Regions from separate parts of the Sus scrofa genome. Here region 2 is linked to region 1. A link is a contact called in public HiChIP or PLAC-seq data. All regions are on one chromosome and are shown on one strand. The core of a region is the stretch at or near the end of the contact, and the rest is flanking DNA. Distances in the headings are between cores, read along the strand shown.

The links. HiChIP or PLAC-seq counts read pairs in DNA pulled down with a chosen protein or histone mark.
Region 2: a contact with region 1 is called in an H3K27ac HiChIP or PLAC-seq map of skeletal muscle, with 8 times the contacts expected there. The contact joins two enhancer-like sites. A contact is called at or near these places in 2 of 47 Hi-C or Micro-C datasets (embryonic fibroblasts and heart right ventricle) and 1 of 2 datasets of contacts at active chromatin or transcription factors (skeletal muscle).

Annotation. Positions count from the first base shown.
Region 1 is chr9:126,026,574-126,033,009 of Sscrofa11.1, reverse strand. It overlaps FAM129A (protein Niban-like), which reads left to right. Exons shown (of 14, transcript NM_001243219.1): 7 at 2,414-2,518; 8 at 2,820-2,982. Among named protein-coding and RNA genes, the nearest start is that of EDEM3, 47 kb to the right of the region's middle. Within about 2 kb of position 2,454, at least 10 of the 83 cell types and tissues checked have an H3K27ac peak or open chromatin away from gene starts, as enhancers often do. A contact at or near this core is called in skeletal muscle, where this site is marked.
Region 2 is chr9:126,786,365-126,792,800 of Sscrofa11.1, reverse strand. It overlaps LOC102159064 (a long non-coding RNA gene), which reads right to left. Exons shown (of 2, transcript XR_305715.3): 2 at 3,740-6,436. Among named protein-coding and RNA genes, the nearest start is that of HMCN1, 61 kb to the left of the region's middle. Within about 2 kb of position 4,165, at least 8 of the 83 cell types and tissues checked have an H3K27ac peak or open chromatin away from gene starts, as enhancers often do. A contact at or near this core is called in skeletal muscle, where this site is marked.

The sequences.
Region 1 (6,436 bases), core at 1,205-3,704:
ACTCAGAAAAAAAGAGGTCAAGGCCCCAAAGAAGCTACCAAGTAGTTAAAGGAAAAGGCATGGCATGACCGAGTTTGAGAATATGACATCTTTTGTTTAAAGCACTGAGGTTATTTGCATTTTTTTCATGCCTGCTTAGACCTTAGTCATAACATTATCCGAACCCCCTCTATCCTAGGGGACGGTATTTAGACAATTTTCAGGTTTGTTACATTATTATCTTCTTCGTAATGACTCACACGGCAAGTATGGCACGTCCTCCTGGCGATGGTTATTTTAGGCAAGCGTCCAGGCAAAGCAAATATCTTCGAGTGACTTGTCTGACCGACTATTAGGGTGAAAATATGTGTACACCAGTCAAAGCATCAGTACATTTTCTGCTTGTCAATAAAAATGTACCAAATGAAGTCATGAGGGGAAAACATTTTGTACAATGTAAATATAAGTTTTGCCATATATTTGTTATTTGCCTTTCGGATCGAGAGAGGAGCTCATCATTCCCACAGGTCAGGGTGGTTTCAAGACTGGAAAACTACCCACAGTTTTTAGGCCTTGTCCATATGTTCCAGAGTTACCTTTTGTCTAATGACCTTGAATGTGACCCTTTTAAATGGATTCTTTTGTCCGTGGCCTCTCAGTAACACAAAGGGCAGGAAGCCCATGGCCTGGGCAGACAAGGGGCCAGCCTCAGGAAGGAGGGCAGGCTTTCTGGGCCTCGCCCCTTCCTCATCCCCTCAGCATCCGGAAGGCCACACGTGGGGTGTCCTTTAGAGAATGACCCTGGGTTTGCCGGTTTTGATCAGCCTAATGGCATGTTTGGCTTCTTATATGTGTGATGGAATTTTAAAATCTCCCAGTGAAATCCCAGCAGTTAAATGTACATACACCCCCTCTTTTAAAGCACAAGAGATTGTTTCAGGTCCCTTATGGGAAAACTCAGTGACTTCTGTTCTGAGGAGGAAAGACTGGCGAACCCCTTCATAAAGTATGATTTTTTTTTTAAGATTGGATTAGCTCTTCTCTCGGCCAGCCCCAGGGCTTTGAACTCATGGAAGGCTGAGCAAGGTAGGGGACCCCAGAGGGTCCTGGGTTGGGGAAGAACAGCTCAAGGGCAGGGTGGGGAGCCCTGAGTTTTACAGGAAGATGAGCTGTTGGAATGAGACAGGGTTTGGCTTCAGTATCCAGGAGCTCTGGCTGCCCCGGGCTTTTCCCTAATCACCCACCTCCCTCACCACCCACTCCCCCCCTCCTTTTTTTTTCCAGACATAGTTTCTTTTTCAATCCCCTAAGCTATAAAATAGAACCAAATTTCTTGGAACATTGTATGGGAAAGACTAAAACAAAACTGTAAGCCCACCCAAATGGGACAGTCTCTTTCTTTGGACTGTATAACACTTTTCATCTTTCAACCCCCTTTCATGCTCCTGCTCAGATTCAAACCCATCTGTGCAAGAGGGTAAATTTGGACAATTCTTATGATTCTTGAGTTTAATACTTTTCAACTAAGATAATATTTTCCATTGAGTTTAAATTCAGGCTTCAGTTGCCTTATGCCCTTAGCTCACTCTCCCCGTTGCCACTGTTGCGTCACTCTTGGGCAGATGTGTTCCAAACAAGAATTTACTCCACTGGGCAAAATGGGGTTCAGGAATTATTAATTATATACCTGACTCTAAGAAGATGGGAGTGGGATTCCTGGTGCAGAAAGAACACAGAGCATGAAGACACTTAGATCCTGATAAATCTCGAGGGGGCACAATGGTCTCAGAGGACACAGACAAGGACTCAAGCCATCAAAACCAAGCCTGGACCCCTTCACCATTTTGCTAAGGAGGCCCTTCCCCGTAACTGAAGCTTCCCTTCTTATCCTAGATGCATTAGATTCTAATAGTTTGAACCGTAGACGTTTGAATTTGAGGAACTTGTCCTTTCCAGTGGAAAAATGTAAGCAGACATGACTGTTCCTTGCAGATGTTTCAGGACGTTTTTACCTTCCAAGGTTATCGTCCTTGAGATTTCTGTGGCCTCAGACCCAGAGTTAAACTATTCACCTAACAGATTTTATGTAGCCCAGGACAATCTTTTTTTTCTTTTCTTTTCTTTTCTTTTTTACCTTTTAAGGCTGCACCTGCGGCATACGGAAGTTCCCACCCAGGCTAGGAGTTGAGTCGGACCTGCAGCTGCCGGTCTGTACCACAGTTTATGGCAACGCCATATCCTTAACCTCCAGGAATCAACCCTGCACGGACACTATGTAAGGTTCTTAACCACCTGAGCCACAACAGGAACTCCAGCCCAGGACAATCTTAAGTTTAGGACAGGGACGGGCAGTCACGACACCTTCAGTTGGCCCGATGCTTAGATTTCGGCATCCCCAACTAAACTAGCTCTGGGGCTCTCTTCCTCTTGACAGATCCTGAGTAACCTGGTGATGGAGGAGCTCCTGCCAACCCTTCAGACAGACCTCCTGCCTAAAATGAGGGGGAAGAAGAACGACAGGAAGCGGGCCTGGTTCGGTGTAAGCCGTGATTTTGCTTTGCAGCTGTGCTGCTCGAAATGAACATTCTCTCCCCCCTCCTCTTAGGGTATTATTTTTTAAAGGACGTAATTCCTTCCCTGGCTGGAGAACTGCCCAGTCTGCTCAGTCTCACTTACATGAGGACGAATCCAAACAGACTCAAACCCTGAAAGAAAAATTAGAATGTGTGTGTGCGGTTTTATGTCGTGGTCGTCTGCCGTGTACCCTCCCTCTTCCACCTGACTCGGTCAGGCGCTGGCACATGACAGAGCCCCGGTTTATGGGTTGTTCTCTGCCGCAGCTCCTCGAAGAGGCCTACAACCTGGTCCAGCATCAAGTTTCAGAAGGATTAAGTGCCTTGAAGGAGGAATGCCGGGCCCTGACCAAGGACCTGGAAGGAACCATCCGTTCAGACATGGATCAGATTGTGACCTCAAAGAACTTTTTAATCGGAAAGATCAAAGGTCAGTGGTGATGATCCGTCTGCTCCTTCAAACTAGATCAGCTGTGCGTGGAAGGCGCCACCACAGCGTTAGTGTTTATGGTGTCAGAGGAGGATTAAACAGAGGGACGTGGCAGGAGGTGACAGCACTTGTAACAGGAACGTGCTGAAGGTGCTGGTCAGAGCCCGGGCCTCCCCATGGAAACTTGCGAGGACACAGGGTCGCCTTGTGGTTGTGCCTGTGTCCCCTGACCCTGCCTGCACCTCTGCCCTCGTAGCACTTCTGACCCCAAGTTGTAATGGCTCTGCCCCTGCCCGCCCCTTGCTGTAAGCTCTCTCAGGGCAGGGTGGTGCTGCCCTGGTTCACTCAGGTGTTCCCCGTGTCTGGTACCATGCCTGGTATAGGCAGCCTCACAGTGAATATTTGAACTGGTGAATAAATGGATTTTCCTTTAATGAGAAAAAAAAAAAACATTAGCTTTAGATTTGATAAATCTGTATCCTACAGATTTTCGACTAACAGTGGGGTTATGTGCCAATAAGCCCACTGGAAGTTGAAAATGCGTTTCATACACCTAACCTACCAAATCGCATAGCCTAGCTTCACCACCTTAAACGTGCCCAGACCACTTACATGAGCCCTCTGTTGGGCAAAGTCATCTAACACAAAGTCTAGCTTAAAGTGCCGAATATTTCATACAACTTAGTGGATATAAGACTGAAGGTGAAAAACAGAAGGGTTATCACTCGTGATCTGGTGGCTGCCTGGGAGCTGCTGCGGCTCCTGCTGCTGCCCAGCATCATGGGAAAGCATCTTACCGTGTCTCATTAGCCCCAGGAGAGATCAAAACTCAACACTGAAGTATGGTTTCTCCTGAATAAGGATTGCTTTCACACCATCGTAAACTTGAAACATCATCAGTCGAGCCATTGTAAGTCGGGGACTGTCTGTAGTCTCAGTTCTAAAATTAGCTGGTCACGTGTACTCAGGGAGGTGCCTCGATGTCTGTGCACTGCAGGGTCCTCCTCTGAAATCAAAGGGGCCCATGAGGTTGCAGTCCGCAAACGGTGGCGCTTGGGCCAAAGCTGCCCTGCCACCCGTTTTTGTCAATAACGTTTTATTGGAACACAGCTGTGCCCATTCATTTATCTATTGTCCGTGGCTGCTTTCATGCCGCAAGGGCACAGGTGAGTCCTTTGGGTGGCAAAGCCGAAAGTGTTCCCTCTCTGACCCTTAACAGAAAAAAGTTTGCCTGTTGCCTCACAAGTGGCCTTATCTGGCTTCTGAAGAATTTTACAGGATAAAACTCTTTGCTTGTGCATTTCCACAATCCCAAAAGCACACCACCCTGAGAATCATTTCAGAGGGGAAGCCTGCCGGCTCATCTGTGGTTGTTTATCACCAATTGTCTTATATAGTCGATTTTCAAATTATTCACTCACTCATGCATTTAAAAAAAAAAAAAAGTTCAATAAGTGCTTTCTGAGCAAGTGATGTGGCTCTAGCAGAGAACACGGAAGACCTAGTTGCTGTGCTCAAGAGACGGAACCTAATGGGATTTCCTGCTTGGATTATCCTCTGCACTGCGGGCCCTGTACACACTGCAGCCCAGCTCCCTTCAGGCTCTTCTAAAAGGTCCTCCTGTTAGAGGCATAATTAGAGCAAAGGGGTGTGTGTGTGTGTGTGTGTGTGTTATTTATCTGTTCACATGATGCCTTCTAAGTCCAGATATAAATTAACTTCAGAGTGTTTTCTGTTTCCTATTATCCGGGTCTCATATTTCTTTATTAGACAACTGATCTAGAGTTATCGGTATGTTGAAAAATTTGAGTTGTCTGTATGTTGAAGTATTTTATACAGCTTAAAACTGCCAACACCTGGGAGTCCTATCGTGACACAGCAGAAATAAATCCGACTAGGAACCATGAGGTTGCAGTTCAATCCCTGGCCTCGCTCAGTGGGTTCTGGATTTGGCATTGCCATGAGCTGTGGTCCCAGACATGGCTCAGATCCGGCGTTGCTGTGGCTCTGGCGTAGGCCGGCAGCAACAGCTCCAATTCGACCCCTAGCCTGTGAACCTCCATATGCCATGGGTGCGGCCCTAGGAAAAGGACAAAAGACCAAAAAAAAAAAAAAAAAAAAAAAAGCCAACACCCAATTCCTATGCCCAATGAAATACGTTTCTGTGATCTGAAGCTGAGCTGAGCCTAACAGTGGCCATGCTCGTGGCCTGAATTAAACCATTCTCTTTCTCTCTGGCCTAAATCTCTGTGGCTCCAGTATATTCCACATAAGATGGAGGAGTATTCTGCCCTGGACTAGTTTTTGTTTCCTAAAGGAAGCCTTGAACGGAAGTCATGGTCAAGTCTTTTTAAAAGAATATCTGAAACACATTTTAACCGGGCCTCTGGTTCGTCCCCTTTAAAATAAAGCATGCACCTGTGCCCATCAGGCTGCCCTGATACAGGGCTTTGGATTTTGAAAATTTATGGGAGTGTGAAAGCAGTAATCGCTCTGTTTCCTCCCATATAACTCTTGAGAGTGAAGCAACTGGCTTACATTCTGTCCCTCATATACCGATGCATTCAATAAACATTTATTCTGCTCCTGCCGAATACAAAGGGTATGAGGAGTCCAAGAAGAAAACATAATTTTACAAGCAGATTTAGCTAAAAGGCATGTCACAAATACTGACAGAAGGAAAACTATGATAAGTGCCACAAGGGAGGCTAGAACAGAGAGCCCGGTGGTTCCAAAGCAGGAACCATTTCAACTTCAAAAAACTGTGTGAGTCCCTCACAATAAGAGTACTGTTGTAGTGTCACTTGGTTGGAAAGAATGATAATGACAAGGACAGTGAGATCTAATAGCTACGGAGCACTTCCGGAGGGTCACACGTGGCTTTGAACGAAGGCAACGCATTTAATCCTCACCATAACCCTCAGAGTAACAACCCTTGTGATCTCTGCTTTACAGACGAGAAAACCTAGGGAGAGATTAAGTACCTTGCCTGAGATTCCAAGGCTAGAATGGGGCAGCCCCAACCCAGCATTTTCTCTCTTAATCACTCCGCTCAGCTGCATTAGTGCATGGCTCCTGAATTAATGTGTCACAACCCATGATTAATCACAGCAGCATCTCTGCATCCTTGAAAAAGAGCAGCGCCTACCTGTGTGGGATGTAAAATTTATTCCATCATTAAGGAAACGGGGCCAGACCATAGGTCAAGAAGCTGTGTGGTGGTTAGGCTGCCCTGAGTGGGTGAAATTTGAACTTGGCCTTGAAGAGGTAAGTAGGATATTTACAAGTCAAGAGGGAGGAAGGCAGGCACAGGTGAAAGGAGCACTAAATAAAGGCACAAAGAGGGGGCTGGAGCGTGTGGTGGTGCACAGGCACAGGGTGCGGGGGTGGTGGATCAGCAAGAAAGAAGCATCATCTCCCAGACGGCTCCCCGTGCCTGTCTCGGAGCCTCCAC
Region 2 (6,436 bases), core at 2,916-5,415, 760 kb before region 1:
AATGGTTGTAGCACATTTTTCTCATCCATTAAAAGAAAAAGAAACCTTTTTGTCTGCTGTGGGTTCCTTTGTTTTGAGGTTTCTCGGCAGGGGATTCTAGCTCTCCAGGTGCCCATATTACACATCAAAAGCACAGCAGAGAACTAAGCAACCACACCGCTAGGTTACACTTTACTGAACTTGCCTCAATTATCTGAAACTTTAGAAAAAACAATATCTGTTGTGAATTACCTAAGCAGTTGCCTTAATTTTTCCCACTAACTTTTCAGTAGTCTATACACATTCAGCAACCTTTCAAGTGGGATCCCTTGACACTGCATTTTTAAAATAATCTTTAAAAAGACCCCACGGCTGAATACTGTTTCCAGTCTCTGATGAAGGAGAGCTGTAACCTTCATCCAGAAAGAGCTGCGACAATGGAAGCATAAAACATTCCTCTAGTATTTGGTCAGACAGACAAGCACAAAGAAGTCATCTGAATGCGCCAAATCACAATCATGACTTAGAAATAAAATAATTAGTATATTATAAATTACTGTGTTGTTAAAAATGACGATAGAAATGTGAGGAAAAGAAACCCTGTCCTAAGCTTATGGCCATGTTTTCACAGAGGTGGAGGAGCACAGAGAGGATGTATTTCTCTTCATTTATCTTGAGCAAATGTTTGCTTTGGTCTATTTTTGCTTCCTTTCCTACTTCCTACTAAACAAGTCCCACCAGAATCAATCATGTCAATATTTAAGGGCCTCATTTAGCAGCTGCATTGTCCCTACTTCCTGTAATCCACTCAACACTAGTGCGCAGCTATTTTCTACTTTCAAAATAAGTTTTAAGCACAGTTATCCCCATCCTCACGCCCTCTTCCCACAACCGGCCTCCACGTTTTCAAATTAAACAACTTTTTTTTTTTTTTGGCTGTGCCCACGGCATGCGGAAGTTCCCGATGCAGGGACTGAACCCACGATGATGATCCTTGACCACTAGGCCTTCAGGGAACTCCTCCAACAACTTCTAATAATGTTTCATCCGCTCTAGAATTTTACTTCATTTGTGTTTCTTACTTAGTACTTCAAAGATGCTGGATGAGAGACATAAAATTAATCCATTAATCCCACCCACCTACCTGAATCAGAGCTCTGTAGGGATCAACCCTGGGCATGTGTGTTTACTTATATTTTCTATAATTTCCTTCTGTTATTTGGAGTTCTTATTAATCAGATACTGAATATTCTCGATTGACTCTGATCTTCTTACCATTTCTTTCCTATCATCCCTATTTTTCTGTCTTTTCGTTATCCTTTCCGGGATATGTCTCGATTTTATCTTTCAACCTTGTTCTCTCAATTTATCTTTTTTCATTGTGCTCTGTTCTTTTTTTTTTTTAATTTCTTGTGTTTTTTATTTTATTTTATTTTATTTATTTATTTTTTTTTTTTGTCTTTTTGCTATTTCTTTGGGCCGCTCCCGTGGCATATGGAGGTTCCCAGGCTAGGGGTCGAATTGGAGCCGTAGCCACCGGCCTACGCCAGAGCCACAGCAACGCGGGATCCGAGCCGCGTCTGCAACCTACACCACAGCTCATGGCAACGCCAGATCGTTAACCCACTGAGCAAGGGCAGGGACCGAACCCGCAACCTCCTGGTTCCTAGTCGGATTCGTTAACCACTGCGCCACACGGGAACTCCTCTTTTTTTTAAAAAATAGATGTATAAGCTACACAAAACAGAAGTGCAAAGAGCTGAATGTAATTAGGAGACTGCCATCCATTCTGACAGAATAGTCAGGATAGAAGTTTAGACAAATGAAGAGCTAATGGAGAGTAAAACGAAGGCTCCAGTTCTCCCCTCTTCACCCTCCCCCACCCTATATTCAAGCCCATTGCCCTCTGACTTGGCAGTTCCTCTCATTAAACAGACAGAATCTGTTTCCTGAATCTGAATCTTGACAAGTCTTATGACCTCCATTGGCCAATAAAATTAAGTAGACATGACAGTGCGCCAATTCTGAGCCTAGGCCTCAAAAAACTTAGTTTATTTCTGATTATGCTTTCTTTCACACCTCTGTCATCCCCATAAACCATACCCAGGCTAGCCTGCTGGAGGACAAGGGACACATAGTCCCAGCCACGCTGTCCCCGTGATTCCAGCTAAGTCTACCCTAGGCCAGCCAACCCCTAGACACAAGAGCAAGTCAGCCGTGATCAAGAGAGCCACCTAGCTGACCAACCCAGACAAAACAGCAATAAGTGGTTCCTAAGTACATCTCTGAGATTCTGTGGTTGTTTGTTATAGAGCACTGTTGTAGCAACAGAGTATCGATACAGAGAGGCAGTTATAAGCCAGATGTGGAGGATCTTGCCTGTTACACCGAGGAATTTAAAAGTTTGCTTATGAAATGAAAACTCCTGCAGGGTGTTCAAAGGAGAGAAACATGACCTAGCTTGCATTTTGGAAAAGTAACTCTTGTAATGTGTAGGTTGAGTTGAAAGGAGAATCTCTTGAAGTAGTTCAGGTAAGAGATGAAAATGCATAAATGACACAACATTAGTGGGGTAGTAAGAAGACAAATACCAAAAACATCAAAGATAATCTAGTATAAGGCAACTGATTAGTTAAGGAAAGAGAAGGAGAAAGAATGATTCTGGTATGATTCCCAGAAAAAGGATTTTTGATGCCATGAAATGAACTCAAACTAGGTTCTGGGAGGAAACAGAGTAAGTTCTGTTTTACCATATTAAATTACTATGTCTATCAAATTTGAATCCCTATGGGACATTCAGATAGATGTTTGGCAGTCAGTGTTATGTATAAGTCTAGAGGTCAGGTCTCAGTTCTAGAGATTTAATAGCAATATTAGTTTAGGAAACTATAATGAATGGGTAGTTAAGTAGAGTCAAAAAGTTGGATGAAATTGCACAGAGAGGGTATGTATTTTAAAAAAAAAAATAGGAGTTCCCTTGTGGCACAACAGGTTTAGGATCCAGCATTGTCACCGCAGTGGTTCATGTCACTGCTGTGGTGTGGGTTCAATCCCTAGCCCAGAAATTTCCACATGCCATGAGTGAGGCAAAAAAAAAAAAAAAAAAAAAAAAAGTAGAAGAGAACCAAGGACAGGCAGGACACTGGGATTAAGAGTGTTTCCTAAGGCATTTGTTGAAGATGAAGGGTCAGCAGAAAAAGAGGGGACAGGAATACAAGGGGAATTGGGCATCTCAAAAGCAGAGGAACATTCAAAAAGAGAAGATTCACGGTATCTATTTGGTATGAGTTGTATCTTTCCCATTAACAGTATATGTCAATCAAAATTTTGGAACTAGAAAGGGATTTAAACATCAAGAACTCAACACTGTAGTGACAACTACAAAGTTATTTTTCACACTAAATAAGTAATTTTATAGGCATTAAGCCTGACACTCTGACAGCAAAATGAAAAGGTAAAATATTTCTGAAATTATTTGAAAGGTTCATTCAATCACTGTGGAATCACTTTAAGTCCCATGGAATTTGAGAAAGAAAGAAGGGAATCATTCTTGACATTCATAGTAAGTTCTGTTCTGATTTCAGGTGGCATCCACTAGAGAACACTGGAACAGATGTTCAGGGTACACGAAGGTCATCTCTCTCCAGGGCAGGGCACTCTGCTTCTCTGATTATTTATAACTTGTCATTTGCATCAGCTGATTTCAAAACAAGCCAGGAAGTATTTAGGCCAAATGTTCAGGAACTTCAAGCAGCCTGCATTTTTTTTTTTTTTTTTTTGGATCTTCTGCTATAGAACTTCCATTTTAATCTTGCCCTTCTCCAGGAAAGAGACTAAACATAGATAAATTAATCTACCATGTTAGGGTTGTTGGGTTTTATTTAATATAGACTCTTGCAAAACTTATGTCATGAGCCTCCTTTGTAAAGGAGGGTGATATTAACACTCCCAGAACATAGGGAACTCCATCCCAACATTTAGGAGTCATTCAAACTGAGATTTCTTGAACGATGCTAAGTTGTAGTGTTGTCACTGCAGGCTAGTTTGTGCAGTTTTTACCAACAGGGTAAATATGAGGGGACGGTGGACTGGACAAATGAATTCGCTAAGGTTCATCTTAGGTTTCTTACCTGCAGGAAGCTTCTTGAAGAAGGAGAGGACAGCAGCTGTTCTAACCACCGGAGGGGGCCATTTCATCAATTTCAAGCCTCCCTGTAATTAAGCAAAACTTTTTGTACCAGAAGAAGCCTTCTCATCTGGTGGTGAAAAGAGCTGGCTTACCAGTTTCAAATGAGAAGAGCCAGGGTCCTTCGGTGGCTGTGGCTTGGGCTGCGAAGAGAGCCGCAAGCCCATCTTCACCCCTGTGAGGGCTGGGAGAATTCTAGCAGGAGTGCAGAGTACCCCTCACAGCTCTCCAGCCCCCTACCCCCTCACAGCTGTTCCTCTTCTATTACAGGCCTGTCCACAAGAAAATCTGGGGCTTGCTTTCCTGTGGATTCAGCTAAGCTGCCATGCTAACCTATTTTTCTTTAAAGAGAAGCTCCCCAAATTTGGGGGCAAGTGGAGAACGATTCTGTATTAAATTTACTCATATTATGTCACCAGTACATTTCCTTGGAGACACTGGTGTTTAAGAACAGGAGATTTTTTAGTAAAAAAATTTAAAAAAACCCCTGTAAGATCTGTGCCCTTTCCAATGGCCAAGAACAAAAGCCCGAATACAATGAGTTTAATAAGGACAAATGGGAATCTCTTGGGCCACATAATAGAAAGGCCCAGCAGAATGCTCCCTTCAGAAAAGGCTGGTTTCAGAATTTCATGACTTGAGAATGCTCTTGCTACCTCTCCAGCTCTTGGGACCGCCTTCCTGTGTGCTGACTTCATTCTCAGGTAGGTCAGGGAATGAGAGCAGGGAGCAGGGGCTCCTGGTCAGCTCCAGGTTTAAATGGCTGTTACATCTAGTGACCTCACTGGAAGGAGAGCTGCTCTTCTCCAAAAACTCTAGCAAAAGTCTTGGCCTGGGGAGACTCAGGTCATGGCTCCGTCCACCTGGGGGGACATGCCCACCTGTGACCAGTCCCCGTGGACCCATCCAGGCCATGACACTACCAACTGCAAAGCCTACAGGCAGTGGTGTGGATGCAAGGGGTTAAAAAGAGGGAGGGCTGGCCTTCAAACAGAAAAACAGATTTCTGGAAGAAGAGGGAAGGGACGCTATACGGAAATCCCTTTTTGTCTTACAGTTTGTAAAGCACTTACCACAGTGCTTGAAACGTAAAGAACTTAAAGAAGAGCAGCAAAAAGGAAATATAAGAGAAATAAAATGATCATGATGATAATGTGTCTGAGACCCAAGTAGATGACGAGGTAGATAAAGATAGGATCAATGCTATTTCCGTATTTAGCTCATTGTTCTTTGTACAACTTTCTTGGTCTACTGAGCTGCAAACTTGGATATAAAAGATGTCAGTGCTGTATGATTATTCATGAGAGAGAATGGAAAGGTGCAGGAAGTATATTCAGCAATGCAAGAAAATTGACATTTGGGCATGATAAATAATTTTGTGTTCCAGGAATGGATAGCTGCTGTGGGCACAGCCAAAAAAAAAAAAAAAAAAAAAGGAAAGAAATGACCAGTTGGTTTGTGATCCTGTTTTAGCCACTCCAATGCCTCATTGGGCAAATTTGCTTCTCCTTTACCTTGGAGCAGAAATCCCTGTTCTTGGCAGGCCCATAAAACGTGACTGTGGATCCCTGGGTCTTAGTTCAGGCTGTATCTCAGCCTGCAGGGTCACTGCCCCCCTTTCAGGCTCTAAAGGAGCCCGTGGTTGAAGGCTGCCTCTGCCAGGGATGCTGCTCCAGTGCTCACCATCTCTCATCTATCTCACAGTACTTTGCCAGCCCTGTGAAGTCCCCAGAAAGACCAGCACACTCTGAGTTTATAGACTTTCACATCCAAAGCACAATTTGACCACTTAAATCATGCCATTGCATATTGTCCCCTGCACATGAGGGACACAGGATAAGCTACCTCCCGTGCATCCTACTCAGGTTTAAATGTCATCTCCTCCTCCACTCAGCCGTCCATGACCCTAAACGTTAGGACGGGTGTCCCCTAACATTTTCCAGAGCCTCAGAGTCTCTTCAGCTGTCCAGGGATGCCTTTTCTTTGTGAATGTTATCAGTGCAAATTTTTCCACAAGCTTTTCATCGATTTAGCAACTCATAAGGAACGCGCAGGAAAAAAAATAAATAATAAGAGAGCCATTTAATCCGAAATGGCATTGTATTCATTAGACGTACACAGGGAATTCAGCACAAGGAAAACCTCAGACAGGTTTCAGAGAATGGTGTGTTTTATTCATCAAAGTATGCTTAGCCCTGTGCTCAGCACCTAGAACAGACAGAATACCAGATGCCAGGACCTAGACAAACAGAATAATTTGGAGGAATGCTT